Regions from separate parts of the Zea mays genome. Here region 1 is linked to region 2. Evidence: chromatin contacts called from public Hi-C data. All regions are on one chromosome and are shown on one strand. The core of a region is the stretch at or near the end of the contact, and the rest is flanking DNA. Distances in the headings are between cores, read along the strand shown.

The links. A called contact is a pair of places that touch in the nucleus more often than the background predicts.
Region 1: a Hi-C map of endosperm shows a contact between it and region 2, with 2.9 times the contacts expected there. The contact joins the promoter of LOC100192733 here to the promoter of LOC100383045 in region 2. A contact is called at or near these places in 4 of 25 Hi-C or Micro-C datasets (ear, endosperm, leaf and 1 more).

The regions. Positions count from the first base shown.
Region 1 is chr1:209,254,676-209,257,375 of Zm-B73-REFERENCE-NAM-5.0, forward strand. It overlaps LOC100192733 (peptidyl-prolyl cis-trans isomerase-like 1), which reads left to right and starts at 1,323. Exons shown (of 6, transcript XM_020546665.3): 1 at 1,323-1,842; 2 at 1,954-2,049; 3 at 2,156-2,217. The coding sequence starts at 1,771.
Region 2 is chr1:209,099,927-209,102,626 of Zm-B73-REFERENCE-NAM-5.0, forward strand. LOC100383045 reads right to left here and starts at 1,279. Exons shown (of 2, transcript NM_001357101.1): 1 at 974-1,279; 2 at 60-885. The coding sequence starts at 1,219. The coding sequence ends at 130.

The DNA.
Region 1 (2,700 bases), core at 73-2,572, 150 kb after region 2:
CCACATTCTCCACTCCTCTTGCTCTAACCTCTCCGCGTCTGGAAACAGGACTAGAACATGCCACCGACTGGGGCTGCTGCTGCCGATGGCTCTGCTGTTGGCTCGTCATCATCGGCATCCAAGGCCAAGCGCTTCATCCTGGATCCACCATTGCCGGTGGTGGTGCATAGCACCACACTTCCTACACCAAATCCAACATCAGGTAAAGCACTGCTCTGCTACACTAGTAGTTGTGTGTGTTCAGTATATAATGGTAGCTGTATGTACATGTATATAATGGTAGAAACATCTATTGATTTTTTGTCAGGATCTAAGCGATCAAGGTCAAAAAATATGTGCCAAAACCTTAGTGGTTCTGGTGCGGCAGCAACAAATGATGGATGTGGTAGTGGTTGTGGTGCAGATGATGTAGGTAGGGATACTTTGCCAAGTGGAGGTGGCAACGGTAGTGCTGCTGCCACAGCGGATGGAGGCGGCAATAGTGAACAAGCCATCAATATTGAGGATGATGTCCCTACTGGAAAAAGGCAGAAGAAATGCACATCTGATGTACGGCAGTACTTTACCAAGAAGAGGTTGGTCATTGAGGATAATGGGAAGACATACGTTCAGTTGTGGGCTCATTGCAGCTGGCCAAGATGTAAGCACAAGGGCCGATGTGAGAGCAATTATGGAATAACTGGATTTTGGACACATTTGAGGGTGGCACATAGTATAGTGAAAGGCCAGCAGCAACTTGCAGTTGAAAAAATGGGGGGAAAGACATCAGTGTTGTGGTACCATATAAGTTTATGTTGCTGCCATATATGAATATATGTTGCCTTCCATACGTTGTAGGACGATGATGTCATAGACATTGATGAAGGAGATATAGATGGGCTAAATGCAGATGATCAGAGCTACTTTGACATGTAGAGGTAGGTTCTGGTGCTGGCTGCTGGATAGTGGATACTTTTGGACTTGTCACTTGTGAATTTTGGTTGCTGGATGCCTAGATAGTGGATACTTTTGGACTTGCCATATACTTTTGGGCTTTTGGTTGTGGACTGCTAGTTTACTAACACTGGTAGGTACTAGTACTAGGCTACCAGCATACTACTCTCTGCTGTTGGGCACTTGGGCCGTCCGAGTATGTCTTTGGGTAATATGTGGACCGAGTAATATACTAATATGGACATGGATCTTGCGTATTGTGCAATGAATGTGTTGGTTGTTGGGCTGCTTGCCCGCTTTCTGTAATATTTATTATGCAATGAATGTCTTTGGGGTTGTTAGTCTTGGATCATAGTCATAGGGTCATAGCCTGCAAATGTTTCTTTTTCGTGTTACCGATTCCCGATCATAATCGACTCGTTCCTGATTGAACATGTTCCGTTCCCGATATCTTGTAATATCGGTTTCGTTATTTCGTCCAATATTCTCGTTCCCGTTTCTGATTTCGGCAAAAAAAAATACAGTAACGGTAATGGTTTAAGTATTTTCCCGACCGTTTTCAATTATTTTCAAGCTTAAATATATTTAACCAATAACATATCGAGCTATATGCTGAGTATTAAATCCATGGACATATAACCTGTAATAATTACTGATCGACCTGAAATTTAACCGTTCGGTGTCTTTTCCGGCTTGAGCGGGCCCGGCCCGGATGTACACCCACACAAGCCCGGACAGACCTGCCTCGCTTCTCGTCTCCCGTCTCCTCCGCGTTCCCGCTTTCCACCCGCCGCCGCCGCCGCCGCCCACCTTACCGTCCCCTGCCCCTTGCCCAGCATGTGGGGTAGCACCGACGGCGGAACGCCGGAGGTCACCCTCGAGACCTCCATGGGCGCTGTCTCTGTTGAGGTACCTCCCCTCTCTCCTCTCGGTTGCATCTCCTCTCTTCCCACTTCTCGCTTTGCACTGGGCCCTGCACTTCTACTTCATGATTGATGCTGATGGTCACTCGATCCGTAGATGTACTACAGGCACGCGCCCAAGACTTGCCGGAACTTCGTCGAGCTCGCGCGACGTGGCTACTACGACAACGTTATCTTCCACCGCATCATCAAAGTCTCTCCTGAGTTTCCTATTTCGTGTTGACTGATCTTAGTTTGCTTGTTGTCAATATCTGATATTGGTTACGTAATGAGTGGTTGCTGTTTTTGTTGCTGCTTAGGATTTCATTGTGCAAGGTGGGGATCCTACAGGAACCGGCAGAGGTGGCGAGTCCATCTATGGGTGAGCAGTCTGTTGACCATAGTCCCCCTCCACTTGATTTATCTTGAATCAACGACTACGTTGTTCCCATAGTTATTTGAATGCTAGCTGCGGTAACAGTAGATGTGTACCCAGGATTCAATTGGGTATAAAGCATGGTGTTGGGAAGGATTTTTTAGAACATTTCAGTGGCCACGTTCCCACTGATTTTGCCCGCCATCAATGTGTGTTATTGTTTGATTAACGATTGCATCGTCACATTAGTAGAGTGAATGCTAGCTTACAACAGAATTAGGTGGAGCATTAGAAAAATTAACTACTCTGCTTGTACAACATTTCAGTGGCCTTAATACCACTGTTCTTTGGCTGCTAGCTTGGGTAAAAGCTAATTTGCTAGACAGCTGGTAAGATGTTTCTTTTCTAGGGACATATGTAAGATGAAATTGTGTCTGCTATTCATTCTCTTTAGCTTTAAACTTGTGATCCTGTCTAAGATTAGCGCTC
Region 2 (2,700 bases), core at 29-2,528:
GACACCAGCGGACTGGACAGTTGTGGCAAGTGGGACATGACACGATCGAGGACAAAATGGAAAAGAAACATGTGGTATGTGTGTGTAAATAAGGAGCGACAATGTAGCACACTCCGCCAGCCTTGCTATTCAAGCCAAGTCATGCCCAACTGGGTCCAGCACCGCCGGCGAGAGGCCAGGGCGGTTCTCGAGCACGACCTTGAGATCCTCGTCGTCGTCCTCCAGCGTGGCCCTGAGGAACGCCACCACGGCTCCCCCGATGGCCCTCCTGGCGAGGTCCTTGGTGTCCTTGGTGTTCCTCATGCACATGCAGTTGTTGATGACGTAGGGCACGCCGTCGTCGTCCAGCATGTCCATGTGCCCGTAGTCCCTCAGCACGACGTGGTACCGCGGCGGCGCGCACTCGTCGTAGAACTCGGCGTGGTTGACGCCCGCGGGGGCGCACGGCGGCCCGCCCACGTGCTTGGGGCCGAGCCCCGTGCCGACGACCAGCGCCGGCATCCCCGGGTCGAGGGACCGGGGCCGGAAGGTCAGCACCTTCGGCTCCACCTGCGCCTGCTTGGATAGCCCCGCCACGGGGTCCACGCCGATCAGCGCGGAGAACTTGAGTGGCAACGCCGCCGGCGATGTGCCTGCGTCTGCGTTGTTGTCGTCGTCGTCCGAGGCGGCGGGTCCGAGCCCGAGTGCCACGGCGAAGGCCGTGTCGCCGCCGCGGCTGTGGCCGGCCAGCGCCAGCCTGGAGAGGTCCGGCCTCACGCCGTGGAGCTGGAGGATGTTGGCGAGCACGTGCGCCAGGCCTTGCTGCTTGTCGGCGAGCCAGGCGGTGACCTGCCTGGTGGCGTCGATGTCCTTCAAGTCGTTCATGTTGAGCGTCACGCAGTAGAGCTGTGATGTGTTTTCAGAGCTCAGCAAAAGAACGGAAACATGCATGCACACGATCGATGCTTGCACGATGACGACGACGGAGACGAACCTGGGGCGCCACGGCGATGAACCCGTGGGACGCGACGTGCGACAGGAGGCTCTCATACCAGCTGTTGACCGTGTTGCAGCCGTGCAGGAAGACGGCCACGGGGTAGACGCCGGCGTCGGTGGGGGCGACCACCATGAGCGGCTTGGGCACGCTGGGGACCTGGCTGTAGTCGACGTGCCTCGCCTCCACGCGGAGTGGCCCCCGCTGGAACACCGCCGTGCCGATGGCCACCGGCGATGCCGCCATATCTCCGGGCCTACGTGTACACGAGGTGTTGCCGATCAGACAGTACGGCGTGAGTAGCGGTTGATAGGCAATGGAAAACGAGGTGCCGCCCGCTCCTAAGATTTTATAGCATGGCAGTGGCGAGGCACGGCGAGCACACGACAACGGAGCTGGGCGTGTTCCTCGTTTGCATTTGTATGTTTGCATGACGTATTGGATGCACGCGTCACGCGTGTACTGTGTAGTGCTGCCAACTGCCAGTGACCACAATCCATAAATCCGGTTTGTCCCGCGTGACTGTTGATAGGGGTGTAAGGCCGCGTTTGGTTTGAAGGACTAAGACTGCCTCCAATAAGGTCCTGTAAAGGGTTCTGTCCGTTAAATGTAGGGAACGGTCAGGTCTCCTACGTCTCCAACAAGGAACTCTAAAGCGTCCTCTAAATTTTAGAGGGTGTGCCAGACACCCTAAATAGGGAGGCACCCAAGAGTGCGCTATCCGCGCTACTCCTCCACCAGCCGCCGCGAGGAAACTTCCGGCTCCTCCTACCCCGCGCTGGCGACTGCATCTACCGGGCCCGAGCCCTCGATCCGGCGTGCTTCGCCGCCGGCATCGAGGCAGGTGGGCGAGAAGCGGGCGTGCGGTGGCAGGTCTGGCGGCGTAGAGCTCGCAACACTTGCAACCGATGAGGCGCGACCCACCGCAATCGAAGTTCCAAGCGAGGTTCCCCCAGCTCGTCGCCGGAGAGTCGCCATCGGCAAACGGCTTCGTCGTCCGCCGACTTCGTCCAAGGTTGCCGGCAAAAGGAAGCGAAGCTCGTCGCCGCCGTCGTCTTCGTCTTCCATTCGCTCCACCGAGCCAGATCCGCGAAGACCGAGGTACGATCTACACAAATCCATTGTGTATACTACTGATCCATTACCGTATTTTGTATTCTCTGTTTTTGGGGCAAGGCATTTAGGGTTTGCGGGGTGTTTTCTCCCAGATCCGGAGCATTCAAATTCATCAACTTGTATTTCATCCATGAATCCCTAATTGTTGTGTCCGGATTCATTAATTTATACCGCATTTGGGGCAAGGCATTTCAGGTTTGGGGGGTTTTTTTTCTCCCATATCCGGAGCATTCAAATTAATCAACATGAAATTCATCCACGATTCCCTTGTAGTTTTGTCGGGTCTCCCAGATCATGAGGCTTTTTTATGTCAACATGGTCAGTCACTTCAAATTGAAAACATGTTCACATTTCAGTTATTTGTTTCCACAAATTTACATAGAGATAGGATGTGGCCAGACTGTGTTGTCCCTGATTTCTGTTCTTATTATTGTACTACGAGTTGGAATGTACATTCATTGTTTTAGGGTTCATTTCAACTTTGTAGCCATAGATTGGAATCCCTTATATGCACTAGTTTGTATAAGATAGTTCATTTGTAGGCGGTGTTAACTAATAGAACACTGTGTTCTATTGTAGCCAAGGAATCGGAGAACGAAAAGCTCCGTAAA